Linked DNA regions of Anser cygnoides: region 1 is linked to region 2. Evidence: chromatin contacts called from public Hi-C data. All regions are on one chromosome and are shown on one strand. The core of a region is the stretch at or near the end of the contact, and the rest is flanking DNA. Distances in the headings are between cores, read along the strand shown.

Region 1 (6,667 bases), core at 2,556-5,055, 140 kb before region 2:
TCTAGTCCTCAACATCTGGTATTTCTCTACCTGCCTACTGTCTTCTAAAGCACAGTTTACATCACTAAATAGAGAACTTTGGACCTTTTAAGGATGTGGTAGCTGGTGACAACTCTAAAAACATGTGCCCGATTCCTGCCTGGCAGGATTAAGTGGTATTTAATCCTATTTAGATAGGATAGAGAAAGTTTGAGGTATGTTCTACAGGAAATTATATTTATAATTAGAAGAAGAAAAGAGGAGAGGGAAGTATCCTCTGAGTAAAAGAAATTATTTTTTCCAGATGGTTTGTATGGCGTTAATGCTTGGTTTAGAGAAATAGAAGGGTTTTATTATTCCTTGAGCTGTGTTGTGTTCATTCTTCTGCATTCATTCAAAGTCTCTTGATCAATCTTTATTTCAGAGTGGTCATGGCACTTGTTTTCTGGATCTAGCAGAAGACAACATAGGAAAAATGTAGGAAGGGAAGACAAGTCCAAAAAAAACTGTATGTGAATTCAGAGAGCCTCATTACAAAAAATAAACAAGCAAGAAGAAAACAAAACAGCAATGCCTCCCACATTGCTGGTGCAGCAGATTCTTGTGATGCAAAAGCAGCTCTAGCAAAGGCTACACAAACATCATCCTACCTGCAGCTGGAGCAACTCCTGACACAGCGATGAATGTTGCAGCTGCTGTGGCGGCAGTTTCAGAGGAAGGACCGTGACAATCAACAAGATTCCTGGTTGGGACATAAGAAACCAAGATATCAGGAAGATGTAGTGAGGAAACAACACATGGAAGATGATATTCTCACAGAAACAAAGCCCCACATGAATAGGGGTGTCCTCTGGAGACTTTTGAGTGGCTGAGTTATGACTGGCACAGGCATGAGGTGGCTTTCAGTACAGCTCCTACCTCAGTGGAGGTTCCAGTATAAAACACTTTTTTTTTTCTTCTACGTTTTATGCACATTATAGAGCGTACAAACAATATGTAGTCTGAGGCAGGGCTAAACCCCAAAGAACAAAACAAGTAGCACAACAGGAAAACAATGATTAAAACAAAAACAAATCTTCTTGAAACTGTTTGGTATAGCACAAGCTGGTGTATTCAAAACGAAATTCATAAAGAACTTAGGCTCTACTGGATTTGCTTTGTTTTTTTTTGGGAGTCTTTCTAGCTGCTTCCAGCATCTTTTACAAAATATAATGATAACTTATTCCGGTGCCTGCTATGCTTGGATCTGCAGCTGTTTCTTTCTGGTTTAGTTCAAGACACCAAGATACAGAGCCCCTGACAGTTAGCAACTGTCTTTGCTAACTTCACTTCAAATTCAAAGATTTAGAACTGTTATTTGTCTAGCTGTATAAGCAAATGTTGAACTTTATAAAAAATGTGTGCTCCAAGTTGATCAGAGGTTAGACAAAATAGATTTCTGATGATGTATTTGTCTAATTAAACTCCTAGAAGAGAGGAAGAAGAGGAGGGAATAAAAACGAAAGAGTAAGTATCTACAAAAACCTTACATGTGAAAGGCTGCTACTCCTATCAGTCTGCAATGTCTTAACTTAGAACAAATGGCTGTCTGCTACTTCCCAGAACTACTATTATTTTTCTCTGTAACTCTATCAAAGGTCTGATCAGTTATTGCTATCTATCTCTTTTTTCTTATTTAAAAAGCACGTTGCAAATCTGACCAGGATGTGGTTCCAAGTGTATCTACACAACCATCAAGAATTTAAAGTTAACTCTAGATACTTGCAAGACTCATTTTCTTGTGCTGTACCTGTCTTGAATTTGTTACTTCTAAATACTTATCTTATGAGACTGAAAGATAGAATTGATTTTTAGGTTGGATACTTACAATGCACAACTTATCTTCACCCTTTTCCAAGGATATGTGCACATATTACCTGTGAACATAAATTGTTGTATTCCTGTTACTACACTGTACTTATTTCAGTCTCTAGTCTCCCATCTGGTAATTGAAAACAAGCATTCAGCAGAGTCACTGAAGAGCCCATGATTTCTACCTAAGACTTCTGCTTTCTGAACACTAAATTGCTCTTTTGACAAGGAAAGGCCCCCTTCTATCATCGCAAGGCTTAATGATACAGACTGTGTAGAAGCTTTGGTGGGGACTAGAATCTGCCTAGCAGGATCTGCAGGTCTGTAGCTTAGCAATGCTCAGTCGAGTCCAAAAACACATTGCTTATTACGTGCCTTCTCCAACAGCCGTATGAAATTTTCAACAGGAGAACAGGTGGGATTTACAAATAATTTTATGAAATTGAAAGTCAAAATATATTTGAGGAATATCTCTGCCAAGCTTGCTAGTTGCACTAGAACCTGCAAGGTTTTAAGATAAATCACGTTCCTTTGACTACAAAGCTCAACAAAGGCTTTCAAAAGGACTTCAAAAGGACAGCCTGTTTCTCAGATCAGGTCAGGCACTCCACTGACTTCCTGTTGCAAGTAAGATTCTGGAATGTCCTCCGTTGTAGTGAACCAAATTTTTCGGTAACACCATTCCAGTGTCATGAATCTTCTCTGGCATCTAGATGAAAGTAAGTCAAGTCAAAAAACTTCATACGCAGTAAGATGAAACCATTGTGTGCTGTGATGCAGAGTGGAAAGCGAGGTAATGTGCTATACAGAATGGTCTGCTGTAATTATTCAGAATAATACAGATATGTAAATCACACTTGTCTTGCATAACATGAGTACGTTTTTAAAAAGAGAACAAAACTCTTCCTTCCCAGAAATGCTGAGGCTACAGAGGAAAAAATTGTAACATTTTTCTGTCTGCTCCAAAACAGTTGGAGAATACAGTGCATATGAGGGTGTTTATAACTTCCTGAAACCTACCAGTTTGGGTGGCATACCTCCGTCTGGAGATACCAGCACCCAGTCTGTCAAAGTAGGTGGTGACAGACCAAAACACTTGTGCTTTTGCAGGCAGCTCTTGCTCGTGGAGGAGGGAGTCTCGCTGCTGCTCTTACTCTGCCTTCCTTGTATCTAGAGGACACCCCTTCCTTGACACCCCAGAATTGCTTCCTGTGACCAGAACTGGCACCCTACGCACCAGAGGTGGCCACAGAGCTCCTGTCCTCACAGGACCACCCGGCTGCCACAGCAGGCCCCGCCATCCTGCAGGGACAGGCTGCCTCAGCTCAAGGAGCAGCACGGACAAAGCCCATCCCCTCGGCTGGCCCAGCCATGCTCCATTGAGCATGTCGGTGCGGATGAGCCAAGGTGCCTCCACGCCACCACCTCACAACCTGGAACCGACTGTTTACCCCCCCCCTCAGAATTAAAGAGTCTTGATCGTTTTTCGGATTTTGGAGGTTTTTATTTTGGTGACTGACGGGCAGTTTCTGGACACCTCTGCGGTGTATAGGTGCCACCACGGTGCACAGGACGAGCACGGCGCAGCCCCCTGCAAACCGGGGGCCGCTGCCCCCGCAAGGCGAAGCAGCAGCTCCGCGGCCCCTCAGGGCGGGCCCGGCCGTTGGTCCGCCATCGCCCCGCGCGGCGCGGCCCCTTTAAGGCCCGGCCGGCGGGCGGCGTGCACATCGCCAAGGCAACCGGGGGCGGGCGGGCGGGCGAGCGGCGGGCGCGGTGACGTCGAGGGGAGGGCGAAGGGCGGGGGGGGGGAAGCCGAGCGCTGAGAGCAGCGACGCGGGGCGGCGCGCCGGCCTCGGCCGCCCGGTGGCGCATGCGCGGGCTGCGGGCCTGCTTCTATTTATGTGGGGGGGCGCCAAGATGGCGGGGGCGGCGAGGAGAACGTAGGGGGGCAGCTCCGACCGGGCGGCGGAGCGGGGGAGGGGAGAGGGAGGGAGGGAGGAGCAGCCGAGGGGGAGGGAGCGCGGAGCGCGGTGTCACCGTAAGGCGGGAGGCGGGGGCCGGCCGGCGGGCGGGCGAGCGGGGCGGGCGGGGGGTGGGGGGAGGCGGCGGAGGATGGCGGAGCCGCGCCGGGTGCCGTTGATCAGCCTGTCACCCGTGAGGCGCCGCGAGGCCGGGAGCCCGGCGCTGGAGCGGGAGCCGGAGCCGCCGCCGCCGCCGGTGGTGGTGGCGGCGGCGGCGGGCCGCGAGGCGCCGCTGGCGGAGCCGCCGCACGAAGCCTCCCGGCCGGAGCCGCCGCCGCCGATGCCGCCCCGGGAGAGCGGAGCCCGCCTGGAGCCGCCCCGAGAGCCCCCCCGGCCCGAGCCGCAGCCGCAGCGGGAGCCCCCCCGGCCCGAGCCGCCGCCGCCGCAGCCGCCGCAGCTACCGCCGCCGCCGCCGCGCCAGGGCAGCCGGCAGGAGCCGCCGCCGCCGCAGGAGGCGCTCCCGCTCCGCCAGACGGTCCGCCTGGAGGTGGTGCTGAAGGACCCCACCGAGGAGGGCTGCGTGGAGTTCAGCTACCCGGAGCTGCTGCTCTGCGGGGACTCGCGGGTACGGGACCCCCCACCCCCGAGGCCCACGGGCCCTTCCCCGAGGCCCGGCCGGCAGCCGCCCGCCGCCCGCCCCGTCCTGCCCGGGGGAGGGGGGGCGGTGCCGCAGGGGGAAGTCCGGCGGCCTCGCCGTGCCTCCGGCCTCCTCCTGGCCTGAAGGGGAAGGCGAGGCGGCGCCCCGCAGCTCCTGGGCTCCCGCGTGGAGCTGGCGAGCACGTCCCGTGCCCCTCGTACCCAGCCCTCTGCCCCTCGCCCGTTTCCTGCCCTGTGTCCTCTCTGCCTGGGAGGGTTTATCTCTGTTTTACTTTACTGCCAACGGAATGGAACTGCTGCGCTGCCGGGCCGTTTATTTCAGGTTCTCTATAGGCTCTGTGCAAGTAAATGAAGAGTTATTAGCCCGGCTCCGCAGCGAGCCTCGTGGAGCAGCGAAGTGCGCGTTAAGCAGTCCTGGAGATGAGTTTCTGCAGTCTGGGCGGGGGGGGGCAGGGGCGATTCAGAGTTAACGTTGTTGGCACTGTAACCTCACCTGTAACTGTCAGAAACTTCACTCCAGAAGAAAGTACTTCCCCTTTTCCCCCCAAACAGAAAATACTTCCTACTCGAGCTGCTTTGTTTTTTAAGGAGAAAAGCTGGTGCGGACAACTTAAAAGAAGCAAGTGGCATCAGCCAGTCAGAGAGGCTCTGCTTTCAAGTAGGAATGAGAGATGCATGTCCTTAAGCTGGTCACACTTGAGCCAGTCACTCACAGGGAGTTAAGGACATGATAAAGTTGCGCTTGATTTAGGTAGTTGTGGCTTCTCTTAGTGATCAATTTTAGAGAAAGTTCCCATCTTCTTGGAAAAGGGAAGGGGCAGCTGCTACTGACAAGGTTGTGATAGCTTTGGTTGAAAATTAAAAGCAAATATCAAGTACCAGTACTGATATTGTCAGTAGGTTTTTGAATCATCGCAAACTCAAGATTGGTTAAAACTCCTGTTTTATGAAGAAAAGTGTTTCTAGATGATGCTGATTCCGTAACGGTACTTACCAGTCTGTTCACTTTTTTCACAGTAGTAGGAGGGCTGTAGAATTGGATTGTTGTCAAATGTAGAAGACAGAAAAATCAATGGCTGATTTTAATAATCCCTCTGAGATCTTCTGATGCAAGTTAAAAGGTTCCTTTTGTTCATCCTGTCCTACAGCCGTTGTGGGCAAACAGTGCCCACAGTGCCCGTTACGACTGCTCCAAATTGTTGTAGCAGTAGTCTGCTGCTTGGTGAAGTGCCGTCTTTTTGAGCAGTTCCTGTGTGAAGGTAGAAGTTGTGTTAGTGTTTAGAAGTGGTTCAGTGTATGGAGGCTGACTTCTGCCTTTGGCAGTCTCAAGCTCCATAATTGCTTTTTTCTGTAGGTTGGTAATATGTTAATTGCATAAGTGGGGACAAAACGACATTTTAATGTAGTTCTGATGCAAATTCAATGTATTCTGGAGAGAAGGAGAGGGAAAAAAGTGGATTTTTGGTACAATTAGAATCAGAGAATTATGCTTTTAAGATAGAAATAGCGTTAGAATTGTTTTATAAGAAATCCCGTCTTTTTTTCAGCTCTATGGAGAGTCCGGATTGAAAATCAATAGACGGTTATGTCCCATTTCTCACTGGACTGTACGGAAAAACAACTGATTATGTAAAAAGTGTCAGATGTTGTGTAGTTGTGCTGGCAGTTTAAGTTCTTGCTTGTTACAGAGTAGAAATTGAAAAAGCTTCTTTGACATGGTGTGGGAAGGACTTACAATCTTGTATCAGTCAGCATGAAAAGAGAGAGGAAACATTTTGCTCACCCATAAAACTAGTGTGTCAAGGTTCTTTTGTGGTTAAAGCATGTTTAAGAGGAGAATTTGCTCTGCATAATGCAGGAGGCTTAGGATGACAGAAGTGTGTCTCTTACCTGCTCATTCTCAGACCAACAAATTATGTAACCTGTTCAAAGTCCTAAAATAGAAACAATTATAGGAAAGGAAAACAGACCCTGCTTGTTGAGTACAGTAGCTATGGAAGAGAAAACTACCTTGCTAAAACGGAACTTGACCAGGAAACTTCTGCCCTCTGCCACTTTCCTACCCAATCTGTGAGATTTACTCTTGAGTAGGTAGTAACTTTTTGGCAGTTAATGCTGTAGTTTTAAACTGAGTTCTGGATTTCAGAATTTAGTTATGTAGTGAATCAGCTTGACATGAACAGTTCATGCAAACTTAGTTATGCGAACTGTTTTTGTAG
Region 2 (6,738 bases), core at 1,814-4,313:
AGCCAGGAGATTGTTGTTGTAATTATTAGGATTCTGCTTCACTGTACAAAACCTGACATAGAAAAATTACCCATACAGCAGCTAGTTCCCTCTTGAGTTTAATTACAAAATTGCTTAATTGGTTTCATACAAAATATTTCTGTGTCAAGGCAGTAAGTATGGTGATGCTATTAATGCAGTCAAGGAGAAATGCACTGCCTTCATATTGAAGTGTGTAATAGTTTCGTTACAGCTATTAGAGCAGAAATAAGGTTTCTAACTTTGTAGGTGGTTAGGGGCTCTCCTATCTGACATTGGCCAGAAAGGTTACCTGGCTTCTGGGGCAGCGGGCACGCAGGGGGCTGTCCTTTGAAGACCAAAGTCACTGGGACAAACGGACTTCTGGACTAAGTAATAATGTGATCTCGCTCCCTGGCAATTCATCAAGTATTTTCGCCAGCCACGTCATTCTGCTTTTAGCTGCTTCATACACCTCTGTCAGATTCAATGAAGGTAATGCTGTAAGTCCCGTACTACTCCAAGATTAATATTTGCATAATTTCCAAAGTAGTGTTCTTAAAAGGAAATCGTTGTGAGGCAAGGAAAGGATCTCCTCTGTTCTGAGTCCTGTACCCCGGGTCTCAGCCAGCTGCTGACCAGGTAGATGCTCTCAAGGATTCTGCTTTTTAAAAAGCAGCCCCCGGCCCACAGGCAGGCCTGAAAGCTACCCGTCACGTTTTAACGAGGACCCCTTTGTGGAAGCAGCTCGAGGAGGTCTCTTTGTTTTGCTGCTTGCATCTTCCTCCCCCTCGCAGCCATCAGAAGGGAAGGGAGGCCTGGGCCCTTCCCCAAGCAAATATTTGACTTCTCATTCACAGCTGAAAGGGGGAACTGGGAGAGATCGGTGAAAGCTGAGCTGCTGCTCGTCATGTCTCACGGCAAGAAACTAACCCCCAGCCAAGAGACCCTGTGTGAGTTGCACACCCAGAACCAGGGGGAGTTGCAGCCTGTACATTTCCCTTTTTAATGTGCTCTGTAGCCAAGACCTAAGGTATATAAAGTGCTTTAAGAGAGCACAGGGGGGAAATTAGTGACTGCTGTATGAACACGACCTACTTGGGAAGAGTTTGCATGGTTTCTGTACAAAGACTTCCAAAGTTGTGAGTTTCTTTGAAAAGTCTGCAAACAGGAGCATACTACTTGGTTGGTCTAATCCCCCTGGATTTCTCAAAGCTTTTGAAAAAATCTTTCACCACAGGCTTTAAAGCAACTAAGCGGTCACGGGATGAGAGACAGCCTGTCATGAATAAATGATTAGCTAAGAAACAGGAAACAGAGGGGAAGGGTAAATGAAGAAAAGCCACAGTGGAGTATGGCTGGGGTCTGTGCTGGGACCTGTGATGTTTAACATAGTCGTGAGCGGTCTTTAAAAAGGGTGAGCCAGGAGATTACAGTTTGCTGATGTGAAACTATTTGGGGTCATGAAAGTGATGAAAGGACTGCAGAAAGATCTAACACACTGAGTGGCAATAAAATGTTGGAATTTCAGTGTGTATTTACATAAAAGTGGTGCTCACAGGGGAAAACAATTCTCACTGCACAGACAAAAGGACAGGCTCTCATCTGATCACTATTGCTCAGCAACAAAACTTGGGGGTTTTGACAGATAGATGCATGAAATTATCAGGAGCGACTGAAAAACAAAATCCAGTATTAGGAATCATTGGCAAAGGAGTAAGAAACAAGACAGAAAGCATCCGGATTTGCCACTCTGTATTTGTGATCTCTCTACATTGCGAACTGGGAAAGAAACTGTAAAGCCCAACAGGAATTGCTGGAAGTTTGAATGGGCTTTTACCAAAGAAATGGGTGAGCAGGCCTGGATTCTTCAAGTGGAAAGTAGGTGACTTGTTAGATTGCAAGGTGGAAAAGAAGCTTGTTTGGAGCCATGTGTGCACTCTGCCTTCAAGAGCTAGGCTGGCAGAAGAAAAACAAAAAGGAGGCGTTTCTACAGGAGACAGAGAGCAGAGGGGCTGTGCAGCTTGTCAAAGGATACTGTGTCTGCACAGATGTCACTGGGATCAAGGGCATCTGGCCAGGTGTCTGGAAGAGACCTCCAGTGGGTTACTAAACAAATCCGAGTGCCTGGAGGAGCATGAAGGGGGAGTACCGTGAGTGCTTGTTCTGTTCCAGTTCTTCCCTGAGCATCGGCTTACAGGGGCTGCTTTGGTTCACTTGGATTTTTACCTCCTGGAGGAGTAAAAGCCATCCACAAACGAGGCAGCCGTTTCTCACATTTGGGGAAACTTCAGGGGTCAGCACAGCAGGGCGACGGGCCTGACACTAGGACGCACCTTCCTGATCCTCTTGTCTCCCTGCAGGTGGGGAAACAGAAACTGGAGAGATGGAGCTTGAAGCCTGAACCACGGGGGCTGCTCTTACGTTTACGGGAATTTGCTCGAAGTGTCGGCTGTTAAGTTTTGCAACAGCGGGTTTTTTTTGTTTGTTTGTTTTGTGATTTTTTGCCTTTTTTTCGGACTGCTTTCCCGTGCCAGCTGCCCCTACACAGCTCCCTAGCGCCAGCACAAAATGGCCGCCGGGCCGGTTCTGTCGTTGTGACGTCGGGCACTGAGGGTCGGGCAGATCGCGGCTCCCGGGCATCCCGCGAAGTAAGCGGGTCACCCGGGGGCGACCTGTACCCGCGCAAAAATTCCTCTCACATCAGCAGTGAGGACCCGGGCGTCACCCCGAGTCGTTATTTTCCTTACTCATAAGTTTAAGGCATAACACTATTCCCTCCGGCTCGCTCGGAGGGCTCTGCGCGTCACCTCTGTAGATCAGGGCGAGCAGCTCGCCCTCACTACCCCGGCTAGAACGGACTGCGTCCGTTCTGCCCTGCCTTTTTACCCGCTTCTCGCGCCGTCGTCAGCCGTGTAAACGCTTTTCCAGGCCGAACCGCGCCGTGCCAATGCAAGGGCTCGTATGCAAATGAGCCGCCGGGGCGCCGCTGGGGCTTGTGGGACCGCCGGGCTGGGGAGGGGGCGGGCATCCTCGCGCGGAGGCGCGGGGAGGAGGGAGGGGGAGGGAAGCGCCGGAAGGGGTATGATGTCACGTCCGGGGCTCGCTGGCTGCGTCTCCTCGCTGGGCCCCGCGACAAGATGGCGGACCTGTCGCTGGACGAGCTCATACGGAAGCGCGGCGTGACGGGGAAGGGCAGGTAGGCGCCCGCCGGCACACGGCGCCCCCCCGGGGCTCCCCGGGGACTCCCCCCCCGCTCCCCCTTCCGGGCCTTCCGCTCGGGAGGCCGCTGCCGGGCCGGGCCTTCGGGGGCGGCGGCCGGCGCGCAGGGCCCGTCTGTGAGGTGAGCGGGGCGCCGCGGTTCCCTGAGCGCGCCTCTGGCTTTGCGTGGCCCGTTCCTCACCGAGGAACGACCAGTTGTTTACCTTTCCTTCTACATCTATCGGAGTTTGGAAGTCTCACGATAATACGTGATAGCAGAAATATTCCAGCACCTTTAAATCCCAGTCCTCACAAGGCTTTGCGCTTTCATTCATGCTGTCCTCCATGTTTGGAGCGGTTTCCGTGCAGCTGAGGATGCGCTGCACCTCCGTTCGCCTTTCTCAAGTCCCCCCTTTACTCTCGTTTCTCCCAGGAAATCTCCTTGCTTTGTCTGCCAAGCAGTAATCCCTCAAGTTCGTGTACCTTAAATTTCACTTGGCGCACTTAGCTTGCTTTATGAGATTTCTGAGGTAGCTAATGTGCCTTTGGGAAGGCTGGACAGACTGAACAAACTTGTCTGATCGTATTATGTGCTCTTTAGTAATCTAGACAAAATGATAACAGAAAAATGTTCAACTATAAATAAAATATCCTTACCCACAAAATCCCATTTTGTGTAATAAGTCAGAGCTCATAGTATTTGAAAGGAAATTAGATGTTTGAGATTCCCTTGTGTTTCAGGTGCCATGGCACAAAACTGGCACAAAATGCTTGAACGGTTTGTGCTGTTACAGGGTAAGCAATTCTCTCCAGAGAAGAGTTGCTTATTAGGGTAAACAAAGCCTTCAGAGAAGGTATAATCTCCAGTACAGAGTTTCCTAACTGATTTCATCATACATGTTGTTAACAGTCTAACTAATTCTGGCTTAAATGCTGATACACATATTTCGGGTTTTACTTTGATTTCTTTTATGCTTATTAAAAGGAACGCTCATGAAGCCCTCTGCAGCACTCTAACCAAGTGCTTTCTGCTTTGCTATGTTAATGCTTTTTAAAATGGCAAGGGAAGTTGTGTTTTGTGGCTGTTGCTTTATGGGCGCCGTTACACCTTCATATTCTTCTGGATATATTTTAATAAATGGTCTTTGTAACAGTCCTGCCGTGTGGAGCTGGTGTGCTTTGGCTGTACGAGAGAGCAGCTGTAGGGTTTCTAAGCTGGGTAGCACAGCGGGACCCCAGCCTGAGCTTTCCAGTTCGGGGCACGGCAAGAACAGAGACGTGGAAGTGGGTGTTCAGTCTCAGGCTGTTTCATCTCTTCTCCACACATCTCTCCGCTGTGAATAGGTGATGGAAAATTAAGTTAAGATGGTAGGGTTAGATCAGGAAATATTGATATAAAGCTATATGGAGAATTTGAATTGCATCATCATTTGAATTCGTGACATTAGACTTTTAGGTATTAAAACAAATTCTAGATACCTAATTTTAGGCTGTAATACCATGCATTATGGTTCAGAAAGCAGATGAATGCTATAGTGCTGTAGCTTATTTGGAATTTAAAAAAAGAAATGACATCAAGAATATTTTGCACTAAAGTAGCTTTAAAATTGCTTACATTTTCTTCATCTTTACAAAAAAGAAGCCCAGTTAAAAGGGTTTCTTTACGAAAACTTTACACCCTAAAACTTTACAAAATGCTTAAAGGAATACCAGTATTAAAAAATTAGACAAGCTACTTCCTTTTAGGGGAAATTTTGGACAAGTAAATCAGACCTAATAAGAAGCTAGTTTCTGCTTGGCTATGTAACAGGCTGCTTCTTAGTACTACAGGTGTACAAATACAAATACCGTCCTTCCTGCGGACTGTTAGCTTCTGTGCTCAGTTTTGCGATGATGATGATGTACTTAAAAAGTAAAGGCCACTGAGTGCAGCAGCTCTGTCAACAGATCAAAGGAGAGGCAGCAATGCTGAAAAGTGATTTGACTTGTAAGTGTTCCTACTGGCAGTTCCTCAGTTTTGGAACTAGTGGCTTTGAGCTGAGAATGGGGCTTGTGCATTCTAGAACCCACGCCTCCTGCAGTCCCAGAGCTCTGCACGTGCTGCCCAGAACTCTTGAAATCAGACGTATAGCTCCATGCTTTCTTTGTTTCAAGGCACATGATTGTACTACAAGAGATGTTTTAGCAGAGCTGCTCAGTCTTAATGCTAGAAAATCTATTTCTATTTGTCTTCAAAGAGTTCCCCAAAGTACGTAAGTTTTTGATGAATTTTGTTTAAATATAGTAGGTTTTTTAGCACAGCTGAAGTCAGGCCTTTACTGAAGTTCATAAATGTGAGCTTAAGGATTTTTGGAAAACGGTTCCTTAGCTATTTACAAGCGAAGTAAAATCCAGCATAAAACAGTTCAGGAGCTGTGCTGTTGTACTGGGACAGGTAACCTGGTCAGAGCTCTGTGCAGTAATCATGAGCTTTTCTGAGCAGTAGCACAGACACTTCTGTGGATACTGTATCACACCGTATAATGTCTGAACCTTTTTTTTTTTTTTCAGGCTTAACACCAGGCCAGTATTTGGAGGTGTAAGATCTCGCATTGGGATCCAGCAAAATCTTCTGAGTAGATCATCACCAGCCGTTAACTTCCAGCGGACGTTCGATGCCCGACAGAAGATCGGCCTCACTGATGCCCGGCACAAACTGGGGGTTAAAGATGCTCGGGAAAAACTGGTTCAAAAGGACGCTCGGTTCAAAATAAAAGGGAAGGTGCAGGATGCTCGAGAGATGTTGAATTCCCGTAAGCAGCAAAGTGTTGCTGCTGAAAAGGTGACCAAAGTGGTGGATGCCAGAGAGAAGATCAGTTTAAAAAGGAACACTCCAGCTGCTATCAGCCCAGCTATGGGGACAGTAAATCCAGCTGTGAAAATCACCAAAACTATTCAAGTAGGTCAAGCAAGCCAGCTCTGAGCCCCTCAGTTATTCTGCAGCAGTCCAGTGGAAATGATAATAGTTGCGTGAATACGTTCCCTTGTTTACAACAGTCTGTAGGGCAGGATTCAGTCTTTTTCATGTCCTTCCGGCTTTTTGGGTCTTGTTGAAGAATCCAAGCTTTCATTTAAGCTTTTATTTAAATTTTGGGCCCAATAAAGATGAAAGCAGTGCTCCTGACAGCACTAAAATACTTATCTTGAGCTGTTAAGTAGTCTCTCTTCCCCAGATAAAATGCAAAGAAAGCATATATGTTTTTTGTTGTTCTTATACCACCGTTCTTTGCAAGAGACCGTTGATTCTTATTTAATTTCTCAGGCTAGCAGCTCCTGTTGAACTCCACGTGTTACACACAGTGAGTAGAGTCAGATGAGAAGTTTCTGTTCAGCCCCTCAGGATTGCTGTTTGAGGAGCGCTTGCGTTCCTCACCTATTCAAGCATGTTGCAAGGGCGTAACTCGAGCTCCCAGTCTACCTCTTTTCCTTTCCTGCCTCCTGAAGATCCCGTGTGCCTGTACGCACCGGAACATTTGCTGGCCTCATCACTTTGAAAGCCTG

Evidence for each region. A called contact is a pair of places that touch in the nucleus more often than the background predicts.
Region 1: a Hi-C map of liver shows a contact between it and region 2, with 10 times the contacts expected there. The contact joins the promoter of UBN2 here to the promoter of POLDIP3 in region 2. A contact is called at or near these places in 3 of 7 Hi-C or Micro-C datasets (granulosa cells and liver).

The regions. Positions count from the first base shown.
Region 1 is chr1:44,567,359-44,574,025 of Taihu_goose_T2T_genome, reverse strand. UBN2 (ubinuclein 2) reads left to right here and starts at 3,805. Exons shown (of 17, transcript XM_048078834.2): 1 at 3,805-4,416. The coding sequence starts at 3,943. It overlaps LOC106046098 (a long non-coding RNA gene), which reads right to left and starts at 3,525. Exons shown (of 4, transcript XR_001213072.3): 1 at 2,851-3,525; 2 at 1,847-1,895; 3 at 630-721.
Region 2 is chr1:44,429,446-44,436,183 of Taihu_goose_T2T_genome, reverse strand. POLDIP3 (DNA polymerase delta interacting protein 3) reads left to right here and starts at 3,063. Exons shown (of 9, transcript XM_048078845.2): 1 at 3,063-3,196; 2 at 5,749-6,136. The coding sequence starts at 3,138. LOC106046163 (heat shock 70 kDa protein 12A-like) reads right to left here and starts at 3,166. Exons shown (of 5, transcript XM_066990191.1): 1 at 2,887-3,166. The coding sequence starts at 3,166. LOC125184657 (U12 minor spliceosomal RNA) reads right to left here and starts at 2,764; the gene lies at 2,616-2,764.